Regions from separate parts of the Rattus norvegicus genome. Here all the other regions are linked to region 4. Evidence: chromatin contacts called from public Hi-C and HiChIP or PLAC-seq data. All regions are on one chromosome and are shown on one strand. Each heading gives the region's core, a stretch centred on a gene start, on an enhancer-like site or on the middle of the called end of the contact. The rest is flanking DNA. Distances are from core to core; before and after follow the strand shown.

Evidence for each region. A called contact is a pair of places that touch in the nucleus more often than the background predicts. HiChIP or PLAC-seq counts read pairs in DNA pulled down with a chosen protein or histone mark.
Region 1: a contact with region 4 is called in a Hi-C map of Schwann cells, with 9 times the contacts expected there. The contact joins the enhancer-like site here to the promoter of Tcf7l2 in region 4. A contact is called at or near these places in 5 of 12 Hi-C or Micro-C datasets (Schwann cells, frontal cortex, kidney and 1 more) and 1 of 1 datasets of contacts at active chromatin or transcription factors (oligodendrocytes).
Region 2: a contact with region 4 is called in a Hi-C map of liver, with 3 times the contacts expected there. The contact joins the enhancer-like site here to the promoter of Tcf7l2 in region 4. A contact is called at or near these places in 3 of 12 Hi-C or Micro-C datasets (kidney and liver) and 1 of 1 datasets of contacts at active chromatin or transcription factors (oligodendrocytes).
Region 3: a contact with region 4 is called in an H3K27ac HiChIP or PLAC-seq map of oligodendrocytes, with 16 times the contacts expected there. The contact joins the enhancer-like site here to the promoter of Tcf7l2 in region 4. A contact is called at or near these places in 5 of 12 Hi-C or Micro-C datasets (frontal cortex, kidney, liver and 2 more) and 1 of 1 datasets of contacts at active chromatin or transcription factors (oligodendrocytes).

The regions. Positions count from the first base shown.
Region 1 is chr1:264,926,354-264,929,689 of GRCr8, reverse strand. All of the region lies in intron 5 of Tcf7l2 (transcription factor 7 like 2), which reads right to left. Among named protein-coding and RNA genes, the nearest start is that of Tcf7l2, 140 kb to the right of the region's middle. Within about 2 kb of position 1,774, at least 30 of the 93 cell types and tissues checked have an H3K27ac peak or open chromatin away from gene starts, as enhancers often do. A contact at or near this core is called in Schwann cells, where this site is marked.
Region 2 is chr1:264,593,099-264,596,339 of GRCr8, reverse strand. The region is part of intron 7 of Vti1a (vesicle transport through interaction with t-SNAREs 1A); the gene reads right to left. Among named protein-coding and RNA genes, the nearest start is that of Trnav-aac8, 150 kb to the left of the region's middle. Within about 2 kb of position 1,384, at least 3 of the 93 cell types and tissues checked have an H3K27ac peak or open chromatin away from gene starts, as enhancers often do. A contact at or near this core is called in liver, where this site is marked.
Region 3 is chr1:264,944,625-264,948,034 of GRCr8, reverse strand. The region is part of intron 5 of Tcf7l2 (transcription factor 7 like 2); the gene reads right to left. Among named protein-coding and RNA genes, the nearest start is that of Tcf7l2, 150 kb to the right of the region's middle. Within about 2 kb of position 1,399, at least 7 of the 93 cell types and tissues checked have an H3K27ac peak or open chromatin away from gene starts, as enhancers often do.
Region 4 is chr1:264,789,432-264,792,610 of GRCr8, reverse strand. Tcf7l2 (transcription factor 7 like 2) reads right to left here and starts at 1,276. Exons shown (of 15, transcript NM_001415805.1): 1 at 573-1,276; 2 at 265-331; 3 at 1-34. The coding sequence starts at 761. LOC120100061 (a long non-coding RNA gene) reads left to right here and starts at 30. Exons shown (of 2, transcript XR_005499758.1): 1 at 30-165; 2 at 448-810.

The DNA.
Region 1 (3,336 bases), core at 525-3,024, 140 kb before region 4:
ACTTTACAGAAGGCAAAGTTGAGGTTGCCGAGAATATACCCCCAAGACTCTTGGTTAACACAGCAAGTGAAGACTCAGAGTTTGAACTCTAGTACTTCCTGGATGGATGCTCTTCCTAACCCTGTGCCTACATTCCTGTCCGTCAACACGTCCAAATGCCTGCGCGGCAATTCTAAAGCTAGGAACTTCTATTGAACGTGCCGTGTTAAGTGGTGTGCGCACACATGTAAACTGTTGGTGGGGATCATAGCAGCTCCCTTTTCTCACTGAAGGGACAGTTGGCAGGTATGGTGCTGCAGTTAATACAGATAAACCATCAATAGCCTGTCCGCCTTTTGATTTTTAAATAAACAAAGGCTGGATGCTGTAATTAAGATCAGAAGTCCTCTGAAGGCCATATGGCCACAGGGAAACTGACTGTACAGCCACCGGCAGGAATTGGGGAGTTTTGCTACTCCTAAGGTGGAGGAAGGGATTTTTAACAAATGTTGTCTCCCCACCCCCACCCCCCCACCCCCCACCCCCCACCCCCCCACCCCCCCACCCCCAATGCCTGGAGGACAAGCGACCTCCCTGCAGAAATGAGTGCTGGAGATCAAGACAGGGAAAGAAAAAACCAAAAACCAAAACAGAACAGAAAAACCCCAAAACGAACAATCTAGGTAGGGACAGGAAAGAGCCTGCCTGGTAAGTTGATATTTGTAGGAAATTCCACATGCATCCTGTAGGGGGCACACTGTGGTGTGCCCTGACTAAGAGGACCTTGCCCAGCTTGTACTTAGGGGACAATTCAACCCAACAAATGGTGTGCAGTCAGCACAGTGGCCGGGCACACCAATGCCTGGGGGTCCCCAGAGTCTACTCCTTAATACTTGGGAAACAATGACATCTCTATGCCCACAATGGTCTCAGTGTGGGCCCCTCCTCCCACAATGGTTCCATTCAATCCCCCACCATGAGCAATTGCCCCAAGTTTAACCGCCTGTGTTAGGGGGGCACCGGGCACAAAAGGAGGTGTTTCCAGGTTCAGTGAACATTTTACATCCATTCATCAGGGAAAAGACAAAAGCGATTCCCCACTTCACCTCAGGCAGGGCATCTATCCGACCAAAGAGTAGCCTTTTTTTTTTGTGACGGGGGATGGGGGGGGGCGTTCAGGGAACCACTGTTTAAGGATAGTTGTGCAAACAAGCTTTTGTGTTGTTTTTGTCTCCAACTAAAGGCATCTGCATAAAAATGGGATCCTTTTGTCCCATAAGAAGGACCAAGCTGGGCCTTGTCGGGGGAGGAAGGAGCAAAAGGCGTAAAAGCGCCCGCATAAAGACGGAAAAGGCTGGAGACGGGACTCTAAATTACACTCTGGAATCTTTATTAGGAAAGTGGGCCACATTTTTCTTTACTTCACATTTTTATTGGGGTTCACTGCGACTTTTATTACAGAGTCCAGTGTTGGCTTTGTATACCAGCTTTAATTGTTGAGTACCCTGCCAGCCACACTTGACCAACATGGGCTGCCACAGGAAGCATTTCCTAGGACCTGAGCCTGTCTCTCCTAAGGGCAAGAGGAATCTGATGGTGTCTTCACTCCACCAGTAGACAGTCAGTGTTGATTAATGAGGACTCGACTTAGGTAGTCGCTTACTTTTGAGTTACTTTTGGGGACTGCTACAGCGCATACAAAGTGCTAATATTTGAAATAGCATAAGTCATCCTTCCCTCTCAGAGCGACACCCACCCACCCCTTTACCCTGCCAAGTTGGATTAGTCATACTAAACATAGTCCGCTCCCAACCAACTCTTCAAGATTTGGCAAGCAGGGCCCAGCTGACATTCCCGGCCCAGTTTAACATTACATAATGAGGACTTCTCTCTCCTCGTGGGCCACAAGTCAAAACAAACTTGCTGAACTCAACCCAGGGCATCAGCCTGCTTCCTGGTTACAAGACATGGGACTCCTAACGGCAGAAAGGAGCTTTTAGCAGAGCCGTAAAAATCACTAGTGAGCTCTAACGTGGTCAACAGCATCACAGCCAGCTCGGTGATCTCCATCCTACTCCTATCCATGATGCTAGGGTGAAACCAAGAAGAGTTTCCGAAGAGTCCTTTTTCACATCAAAAATCCCAGAAAGCAACACCCTAACAGAATTCCTAAATACCAGTCCTCGTGGGGAAAGACAGTAGCATGAACAAACTAATGTCCTTCTTATATAAATGGTTAAGGGTATGGTTTCTGTAGCCTCAAACTCATGGCAATGCTCCTGCTTCAGTCTCCTGAATGCTGGATGTGAGTCATAATGTGGGATATGTTCAGTTAAGTGTTGCTAAAAGCATAGTGATCACTTGCAAAATTCCTCCTAGTATTCTTTATGCAAGAGTTCTAGGTCCCCACTCCTGGCTTCCTTTCAGCAGAAATGCTTGTATTAATCCTTCATGAGCATGACTCCCCCACCCCCACCCCGAGAGGAGCCCACCAGCAGCCAGGGTACCCAGAAAAGTCATGATCTTGAGAGAGAAATCAGTGATTTTCACACCAGACACTCTGGATTCCACACTCATCCACAGAGGAGCTTCAGCTTCCACACAGATATCTGGTAGTGTTGAACAACCTTCGAGTGAATTGAGAATCGGGAGTGGCAGGATGGGAAGAGACAACTGGGAGGGTGGATTTCTGCTGTGTTACCTGGGAGTGAAGCCCCTGAGTCTTACAGCCATCTGCTCTATCTGGGCCTCCGTTTCCAAAGTTTAGAAAGAGACCTGACAGAGTAGGGTCCTGTCATTAGTAACCACTTAGCAATCTCCAGATTTGGTAGATTTCCCTTAACCCACCAGCCATTGAACAAGTTAAAATTACTCTGGCTTATGGTTATCTACTCAAAACCTCTTGTTGTGTGCTTTTGTGGTTTTAGGTCACTCCAATAAGCCCATTCCCTTGTCTGAGTTATTTTATCATCTTTTCCTAGGAGTCCAGACCCAACAAATCACAAACCAAACCTGTTAGGTAACATTCAATTTAGTACTATCTCTCTGCTGTTTATGCACAGGACAGGCCCCGATCACCTCCCCGAAGCATCTTTTCTCTTTTAATCCTGGAGACAACTTTTATTTTTAACGACTGAGAATAGTTATTACAAAACCGATGACTAAGGTCTCAAAGACGGCTCACCCTGATGTGATTGGGTCCTTGCGACATCATCTCCCATCTCCTGCTTTCTAAGAGTGTATGGAGCCTGAACACTCAGTCTACCATCTCATGGGTCTGCTTCTGACAGGCAGGTATGCAGCTGGATCAATGTGGGCTAAGGGGAGAGGCGCAAAGGTTTGGCGCAAAGAGGCAAG
Region 2 (3,241 bases), core at 135-2,634, 200 kb after region 4:
AGAATCAGAGGCACACACAAGTAGCCATTCATTTGTGTGTGTGTGTGTGTGTGTGTGTGTGTGTGTGTGTGTGTGTGTGTGCGGTCCCATGTGTACTCTCACACACATGTACAAGTGTGGGTCAGAGGTTGGTTCTCTTTCCATCCTGTGGATATAACTCAGACTGTGAGACTTAGCACAATCTTTCCTTTGACCTTTCCCCTGACCTGCTGACCTGACCCCTCTATGTGACAATGGCAGAGGGCCACAGCACAGAAGGCTGCTGTCAGGTGAGGGTGTGGGCAGCTTCTCAAGTACTCTCCAGCACACTTTGAAAGTGGTCTCCTACATGGTGTGAAAGTCCTCCTCAGCTTTTCCATGGAGATGCAACTTCCTAGCCTCATAGGTTCAGATTTTTCAATGGTAAATGGGGACAGATGGATATTTTGGTCTTTTGAGACCTTTTGACAATTAGTGGTGGGCACATTACTTGGCCCAGATAAGGCCCACAGCAATGCTAATTACTGCAATTATTAGCACAGGAAAAAGAAGTAGATGTGTTTATGGCTATGAGAATCAATTGATTTTCTTATTTCTCTGCTCTGAGGTTCCAACCATTGTGGTCTTTTTGTACTTGTCTCTGCTGATACTGACTTAGGACTTCAGGCATGTCAGAAAAGCTTGTCCATGAGGAAGGAACACAGGTCCTGTGCCATGACATTTTTAAGTGACACGTTTTTTTGTTAATTATTACCTTTTTTGACTGTACAGTGGCCTTTTGGTTCCTGCACTTGGCTTCTGAGAGTTCTGGGGTAAGAGGCATCTCGGAACCTTTCTCATCAAGGCTACATAGAGCCTTTCTCATCAAGGTTACATGGAACTGTTTTTAAACCATTGAGAAGGAACAAAAACCAGAAGCCCAAAGCCAAACCAGGGAGAAGCCCAGAAGGGGCAGCCTGATTATCATGGCTGAGCAGTTAGAACTGCAGACTTGGGGAGTGGATGGCAAGGCCACCTAAAGGGACGTATTCTGACCTCCTGCTTCCTCACTTACAGAGGGAGATGTAAAAACATCTCTTGTTTAGGGCCATTGTGACAACTTTAAAAAGTCCACCAGCATAGAGTACCAGCCACATGGAATGGTTGATAGAATGGCTGCCATAATCAAGCAGCTGTCAGAGGTATGAAACACATGAGCGAGTCAGGACACTGGTCCAGTGAGCAGCCAGTGTTCCGGGGAGCGCTGGGGGACCTAAAGCCCCAACTCACCACTCAGTATGACTCGATTTCTTTTCTTCTGTTCCAGGAAATTTGTACTTGAAAATTATCATTACGCTGAGCCCTTTGTGTTGCGTGTGTTTAAAAAGGTGGTGACAGCTGGGTTATCAGGCTTTGTTTGTCAAGACAAAGGTCACCTCAGAGCAGTGACAGTGCATATTCTGACCTGTTTGACCAGGTCCCTTAATAGACTTGAGTGGTAATCTGGACTACTTTCTTCTTTCTTTATGTGGGCCACAAAAGCTGCCCATGAGGATCTCATGGGATGCTAAGAAGCAAAGCTATTTCTAGAAATTTCTTGTTCATTTATTAGCTGTTGAATGCAAACTGGCTGTCACTGTGATGCACATCCATATCACCTACTGATAGTTTCACAGGTTGTCCGATGCCTCAATGTTTTCTTCTCTTAACAGTTAGCGGACATTTCTGCTTCTACTTAGTCAAAAGAAAACATGAGCAAACACACACCAAGGTACCCTGACTCTCCATGAAGACACAGGCTTTGTAGAGTGTGAACTGTGCTTGCAGAGGATCAGAGTTCTGTTCCCAGCACTTACCCTCGGAGGCTCACAACTGCCTGTAATTCCAGCTCCGGGAGGAATTGGATACTTCTGGCCTCTCAGGGCACCTGTACTCACACGCACAACCTTCCTATTCTCTATATACAAAGTATTAAAATTAAAATAAATGTTTGAGAATGTAAGAAGTTCTGAGGTAGAAATCTCTTTCTGTGTATGTGAGACAGCTGGCAACTTTACCATTTCACTGCAGCCTGCTGTGTCCAGAGTGTTCTGCATACCATCAGTCTCACCTGCCTGAGAAGCAGGGCATGCTGGGAGTGCAGGATGAACTCTACTGGGGTTTCGGAAGGGAGACAGGGAAGGCAGGACTCAGATTCTACTCCTTATGTTAGCTGGCCGTCAGCCAGTCAGGAGTCGTGAAAGGTAAGGTGACTTTTCACCAGTCTGGTTTTTAATGCTAGATTTTGGATTCCTTCAAAGAACAGGCTTCACTAATCCCGAGTCTTCAGGGAAGACAGAAGGACATGACAGAAGACGTGACGGAAGGGAAAAACACATGGACAAGACACAGCTGTACTGGCTTCCCTTCCATTTACAGTCTTAGTATGAAGATGAAAGTCAGTGTTTTCTTCCCAAGGTCATTGTTACTAGATCTGCAGTCACTACAGCCTTTCTGCACTGACAGACAGTTACATTTGTTGCTGTGACTGTTATCCCACACACTGTGACCATGAACACTCACAACCCTTGACACTCACAGCTCTGTGAGGTCCAGCGACATTATGTATTTCCTGCTCTATGAAAGCCTCAGTGTCTTAAGAGCGGCTTACAATTATTTCTTGTCATAATTTTGTTAGGTGAGGCATTTGAACTTCCTACAAATTATCAGCCCTCACCTCCAGTCCAGAAAGAATGTGGCTTTTCCCTGTGGGGACCGGAATCGACCCCCTGCCCCCCTGCCCCCTGCCCCCCCGGCCCCCTGCCCTGCCCCCATCCACAACACAGAAAGAATGTGGCTTTTCCCTGTGGGCAGCCACTTTACCAGCTTTGGCTCAGTTTTCGTTGCTGGCTATTTTAGAGATTGCTGTTTTAACTCCATGCTCTAAAGATTATTAGGTGAACAGTGAGGCAGTGGGGCAGAGGACTCAAGACGCTGATTCACATGCTCTTCCATGAGGAAGGAGAATAGCAAGTGCAGAAGCTGAGCCTATCGTTTTTGTAACCCTTAACCTGTGCAGACATCACTGAGGATGGTGGCTTAAAGCCGGTGAGTTAGCAGATAGAAGTCACTGTAGACCAGGTCAATGAGTATAGTCAAACCCACGGATTAATCTTAGAATCAATAAGAACGATGCAACCAGATACCAGGTGCCTCCCAGAGTGAGAAAACTCATGCTTCATTAAGTCTTTCTTTCGAGTGCACTACTCGTTTACACAGAGCACAGAGGAGAGATGAGTGTGTT
Region 3 (3,410 bases), core at 150-2,649, 160 kb before region 4:
CTAGCCTTCCTGCCTAAATGTGGAGCAGCAATCTTTAAGGCCCTTAATACCAAAACAAAACCCTGCCATTCCCCTTTACACAGCAGTAACAAAAGCAACGAGCTTCTAGTTTGACAAGTAAAAAGCCCCAACCACACAGCCCCCTAATTGCCTTCCCTCCCTCTATTCACCAAGACCACCACACTCCTGGCAGCTGCTTTTGTGGCTCCCGCAATTTCTTAAGTAAACTGCAAGTTCTCTATCCACTGAGAGACAGGCCGTGATCACCCAGCAACAATCTGTCGGGAAGTGCTGCAAACACCACCACGGCAGCTTGGGCTAAGAATTTACTTCCCAGCTTTCTGAAGAACAAGGGAAAAGGAAGCCCGGGGTTAGCGCCAACCCAGTTACAGCCTCTTCCCCCTTCAAAAGAAAAGGGGGGAAAAAACTCTCAGTTCTTCAAGAACTCCTGAGAAACTCCTTCAGGATGAGTTGCTGTCCCATGGCACTGTCCAGGACTCATTCCCAAAGCACCCTGACTTGTCAGATACACACCCAAACTTAGAACATTCCATTAAAAAAAAAAAACAGCAACAACAAAACAAAACAAAACAAAACAAAACAAAACAAAGTTGGGATTAGCAAGTGGGTGGGATGATAAAAGAAAAAAAAAATAAAGCTTGCTCAAACCAGAAACAGAGAGCAGTACATTTAGCGTGGCATTATGTAAAATCCTGTGGAGAAGTTGGAAGTAGGGGCCAGAGACTGTCCGATCACACCCCAGGATCACCATCTCCATGCAAAGCTAGTTTTGTTGTGTTAAATAAAGAGATTTGAGATGCCAGAACAGGGAAGTTGTAAGGACAGGAAACCAACTTTGGTGGATTAGACAGACATGCATCTACATGTATCTATAAGAAAGATGCGTCTACCTACTGCTTCCAAACTCGCATATTCAGACCCGAAAAGGCAAAAGTGCACTAAGAACACACACGGCTGAGAAGGAGGGGGCTGGGGAGGGTGGAGGCTGTCACTTTAAGTTGGTGAGTGAAATGGATGGATGCCCTCCAAGTGCAGACACTTCCAATTAAACAATAATAGTGTAAAATGAGAAGGTACTCCTTTTCCTCCCCTTTCTTCCTTCTTTCCTTTCTCTTCTTCTTTCCTTTTCTTTCTTTAACCTTTCTTATTGTTGTTTTAAAGGACACTAAACCAACTCTGTCCATCAGGACCTTACCAGTCGACGTACATCAATCTTAAAGTTACTGCGCAGTGACAGTGGGCACGGCCTGGGCTGGGCAGGGAGCATGCAAGGCTGGGCAAACTCAGGGCACATTGCTTACCATCTAGGGGTCGCCGCGCTGTCCTTGCCGCCGCCGGCTCGCAGGCATGCTGCCGCACGGATGGCCCGGGCCCGCTGGAGGGCAGCACCCGCCCTGCAGCCCGCGCAAAGCCCGCAGCTCCCAGGAGCAGCCCGCAGCAGCCGAGCTGCGCGGGATGCTCAGGCACAGTTCCATTCACAGCGAAGCGCACAATAACCGGGATCTCCCCCGGCCGGTTCCACAACAATCCACCCCCAAAAGAGGGAGGGGGCGTTATAAAAAAAAAAGGCAGGGCTTTTTTCACTCTTCTCTTTTCCCCCCAACCCAGCATTCAATCAAAAGAACAAAGCCTGATATTTTGTTTGCCGACTTGGCAAGCATAAAAGCAATTTCAGTAATCCGAGCGAGTTCACCTAAGTTAGTGGAAGTAACGCTGTGCAGGTCTACGGTGAAATTAAGCTTTAATGGCTATCTGATGCCATTCAGAAAAGGAAGGGGAGGAAGCCAGCTGAATTTAGATAAAGTTGGAGGACCACTTCACTCCGAAGCTTCCCCCCACCAGAGAGAATCCTATAACATTCTTGACAACATTCAGATCTTAATTAACTCGATGAATTCTACTCTTTGTGGGGGAGGAAATACAAAAACCAAAATAGATTATTAAAAACACTTGTATGTAAGAGAATTCACAAGGATACATTGTATAACATTTTTCATGACTAACTTTAAAAGAGAAAGGAAAAAAAAAAAACACACTCCCAAAACTTGTGGATGTGTTTCTTTAAAGCAAATTGTCCTAACACATATTAAACCACGGCTGCGCGTCTTCTAAGCATAGTAGGAAAAAATGACTATTGATCTTCAAATAGCGATAATTGAAAAGATCAAAAAGATTAAACAAAATCAAGAATGTGCTGACTTACCATGCTATGCTTTTTTTGTTGCAACTTTGTAGAAATTTCACTCAAAGAAACTGCATCAGAGGTGTCAAATTTTTTAGCGGACTGTGATCGTATTATTTCCGCGGCCCTGCCTTCCAATGCTTCAGAACTTTCTCCCTTTCTCTTTTTTGTTGGTGGTACCTAGCTGTTTGCTATAGACTTTAAAAGCCTTCAGCTCAGCAAACCAGCACAAATTATCTTGCCACCTTGCGCAGCTCTGATGCTTTGGCCGGTAACTTTGGAAGGCCTTTTACTACTGCATCAAAATTAGCATTGTCAAAGCAGTTAATGAATATTAATACTGTATTTGTCATTGGAGCTGGTCCGTTGCTGAACTCCAAGTCACCCATCAGGGACAAGATTAAGAACACAATTATTTCTGACTGACAGGGACCAAATCTGCTAGAATTTTTTTTTTAACAATTCGGGGGGAAAAACCCACAATATCATCATCTTAAGGTGTCTCCCAAGAGACTGGGAACCAGATTAATACGCTTTTAATGAAGTAGAGATCATTATGTATGAAGGGAAAAAAAGAGAAAAGATGTACTATTGCTAAAGCTATTTAGTTATGGTGGAAGCTAAAGTTAAAAAAAAATGCAGACAGCGTATCTTTCTCGACAGCTGTCCAGATTTTATTCATACTGTTCTAAAGAAAAAGACGACTTTCCCCCCTCCCCGAAATCTTTTCCTTTTTAAAAAAAGAACAGAGGATGAGCAGTTCGTCCCATCTGGGATAATTTCCCACTTCTTCCCTTTTACTGTGGCGGCTCAGGAAAGACAGCACAGTAAATAATTCTACACAAATCTGACAAGAGACACCTTCATCAGCCTAGCTTCTTCTGCCCTTATTCCCCAGATTCCGAGTCCTGTCTCTCTCACTTTATTCAGGATAAACCATTACATTACAGAAACTCTGAAGTTCCCTTCCACAGTGACACTTCCCACACCAGCACCCAGCAAACAACCAAGTCAGAGAATGCCCCTGGCGCCCACCGCGGACCCCAAAATGCCGTTAAGAATCAGTTCCCTCCGTGCTCCATAGGAGCCTGACTAATCTGGGGGTGCACATGCACAGTGGAAATAAAAGTTTTGCCAGGAAACAGCAAACAGCAACTTGAGGAAGTGCACAATTGGTAGGGCAGCAAATGGCTGAGGAGATCAAGAC
Region 4 (3,179 bases), core at 27-2,526:
CCCTTAAAGAGCCCTCCATCTTGCCTCTTGGCCGCTAACATGGCGGGGCGGCGGAGGGGACGGCGGCGGCCGCGCGGCGCGGGAGAGAGCGGGAGAAACTTTTTAGCAAGTGTCCCCCCGAGGGCCCGCGCGCGTCCCCAGGGCCCGGCCGGCGCGGGAACTCGGGTAGGGTGGGTAGGGAGTGGGGCGAGGGCACCCGCCAGGCCGACCCCGGGGAGGGGGAACGCGATCGCGCGGTTTTGGGGGCGCGCGGGGCGCACTCACCTTCTTCCAAACTTTCCCGGGATTTATCTCGGAAACTTTCGGAGCGAGGCGGAGGCCGTCTTTCCGCCTTCCCGGAGGGGCGAGGTGGGGAGGGCGAGGGGTGAGAGCCGCGCCGAGGGGGTGCAGGGAGGGAGGGTCGGCGGAGAAAGGGGTGCAGAAAAACACGGTTACAAGTTTTCGCAGCCAGCAGCCCGGGCCACCGTCCGCGCCGCCCGCAAGCCCGACCCGCCTCGCCTCGCCTTCCAGCCCCGCTCTCCCGGCCGGGGAACCGGCTGGAGCCACCCGCCAGCCCGAGGGGCTCTTCCTACCTCGGAATCGGAGGAGCTGTTTTGATTCGTCTCTGATTCATTGACCAACGACGACTTGACATCGGCTAAATCCCTCTCCGCCGAGGAGTTTTCCGAGTTCTTCTCCTCCTGCTCGCCTTCGTCTTTGAAGGAGATCAGTTCGTCGTTAGCGCCTAGGTCATCTCCTCCACCGCCGTTCAACTGCGGCATTTTTTTTTTCACCCACCAGCAGCAATTTTGGAAGAAAAATGAAGGAGGAAGAAAAGGAAAAAAAAAGAAAAAAAAAGAAAAAAGTTTTGCGAGTCCCCCCCAAAAAAAATACTGCAAGAAAAAGACGAGTCCAAGGTTAACTTTTTTTCCTGCTTTGGGGTCTTTCTCTCCTGGGGAGGGGAAAAGAGGGAGGAGGGGAGGGGAAGGGGGAGATCTTCTGCACGCGTGAGTTTGGGTTTCTTTTTTCTCTCGTTCCCAAGGATCCGATCAATGTGCAAAAAAATAATAAATAAAAAAAGGGGGGGTAAAAAAAAAAAACAACAACAAGAAGAAGTCAGATATAAGAGCAAAGGGGGGGGGAAGCCGAAGACACCGAAGGAGCTCGTGCCGCTCGGATTTGAGTGAGTTGAAGTTAGACTGAGCTTTTCAGTTCAAAGGCGGCGCTGATTGACAGATAGAAAAAGGGGGATCGAAATCCGGAGGAACGGAGTAGTCTGGGAGCGGAGATTATTGACAGGGCGAGAGGAACACACTCGCCTTAATGAGATGCCAGGGGGCGGGGCCTCGCGGGTGACGTGTGCATAAATAAACAGCCGGGGTGGGCGGGGCGGGGGCGGCCAACAATGATCCTTTGGGCGCCGGGAGAGGGAGCGGGGCGGGCCGGGGCCGCGGGAGGCGCGCGGGGTGCGGCCTGTGCGCTGCGTGCGAGCCGGGCGCCCGGACGGTGCGGGCCTCGCTCCTGGAGGGGGCGGGTTCCGAAAGACAATGCGGACCGGGAGAGGAGGGGAAGGGGGTGGCAACCCAGTCCGGAATCTGAGCCGGAGAAGGCGGAAGGAAAGCCCACTTGGGGGGCGGGGATGGGGAGAGGCCCAGAAAAAGTGTTAGCCAGAAGTCCTGAAGATGGGGTCCAGGAGGGGAGGACTATGGGACACAAGGACAGGGTGTTCAGTGATTAAGCCCCCGATGAAGTTGGCCGCACTGGGGCGGGAAGAGACATGACTGGTCCAGAAGAAGGCTCACCCCTCTTGCTCTAAGAGAACCTGGGGAAGCGGAGAGGCTGGGCCATCCACAGGGAGGCTGACCCACAGGGCTCCCCTCCCTTTTTTGTTTAATGACAGTGAATCATGTCATTGAATGTAAAGTCCCACTAGGTTAAATATGACAAGAAGGCGTTTTGTCCAAGAAAACAAATACTATAGGTTTGTCTGGAGTATTAAAAATATCCTTAAGGGTAATGTAAAGTTTTTTTGTTTTTTTTAACTGACGTTGGAAGTAGGAAGTGATGTAGGATTCAAGTCCTTTTCGACTTTGGAGGTGAAATGTTTGGGCGGTAACAGCTCATAGGAAAATAAAAGTGAAACTTCACCAAGCCCTGGGGAGGAGTGGGGCTGGAGTTTTTCTCCAAGAGGGTCTGAGAGGATGTCCAGAGACTGTAGATGTTGAGGGCCCTGGCAGAAGACAGTCACCAAAGCTGGCCTGGAAGCCCTCGGGGAAGAGGTGGGCAGCCTAGGAGTTGAGACCCATGTTTGTTGGTTTTTAAGTTCCAGTGAGGGCAAACTGATTTGCTATGAGATGGTGAAGAAAATGTCGAAGGAGAAAGGCGGGATCCCCAAACCGTGTTGCGGCATGGTAGACTCAGAAGAGCTTTTCCTTGCAAATATCTAATGACAAGTGGACTGGGACATCCAATGTGAAAGAGGAAATATATATACATATATCTTGGAAGGAAATAATAAATCGATAAGAACTGGCAACTACCATTAGGTGTGATGTTGTTCTGGGGTCCACAACGTATTAAATTAACCCACCCTCCCCTTTAATAAGCAAATCCATTGTAGATTTCCAAAAGTAGCCAATTTACCGTGTAATATTTAGAGAATTTGGGGTTTCAACAAAACTGTTCTACAGGCTAAGGCCTCAGAAAGAAGACAACAGAAAACAACGATACTGAGATTGACAAGGCCAACGAATCCCCCTGCACTGGGGGGGAAAAAAATCCCAAGCACATTTGCACACTAAAGCCGGAAGATGCAGACAAAAATAAGGATGGGGTGGGGGAGACGGCTGAGAATCACCATCCCACCTCCTAACTTTCATATTCATCAGAAAACCAGAAGTGGAGGGAGAAAGAGACTGGGGAAAAAAAAAAAAACGCAAAACAAATGTGTACATTTCATCCGACGGATTGCATGGGACACAAAGCGGAGGGCTAATTAGTCTCAGCAGGTAGGACTAACCTTCAGACTTCATAAATAAATAAGACAGCGCAGTGTCTAGGAGGGAGAGTAGAGACGGAAAGGGGAATGTTTCAAGACACCAAGTAAAAACACAGAGTCTGAAGTGCAGCCTAGTCTTGAATCTGTGCACAGATGACTGAGCAGTCCCCTTCCTGGGCCTTTCCACTGGATGCCTTTACAT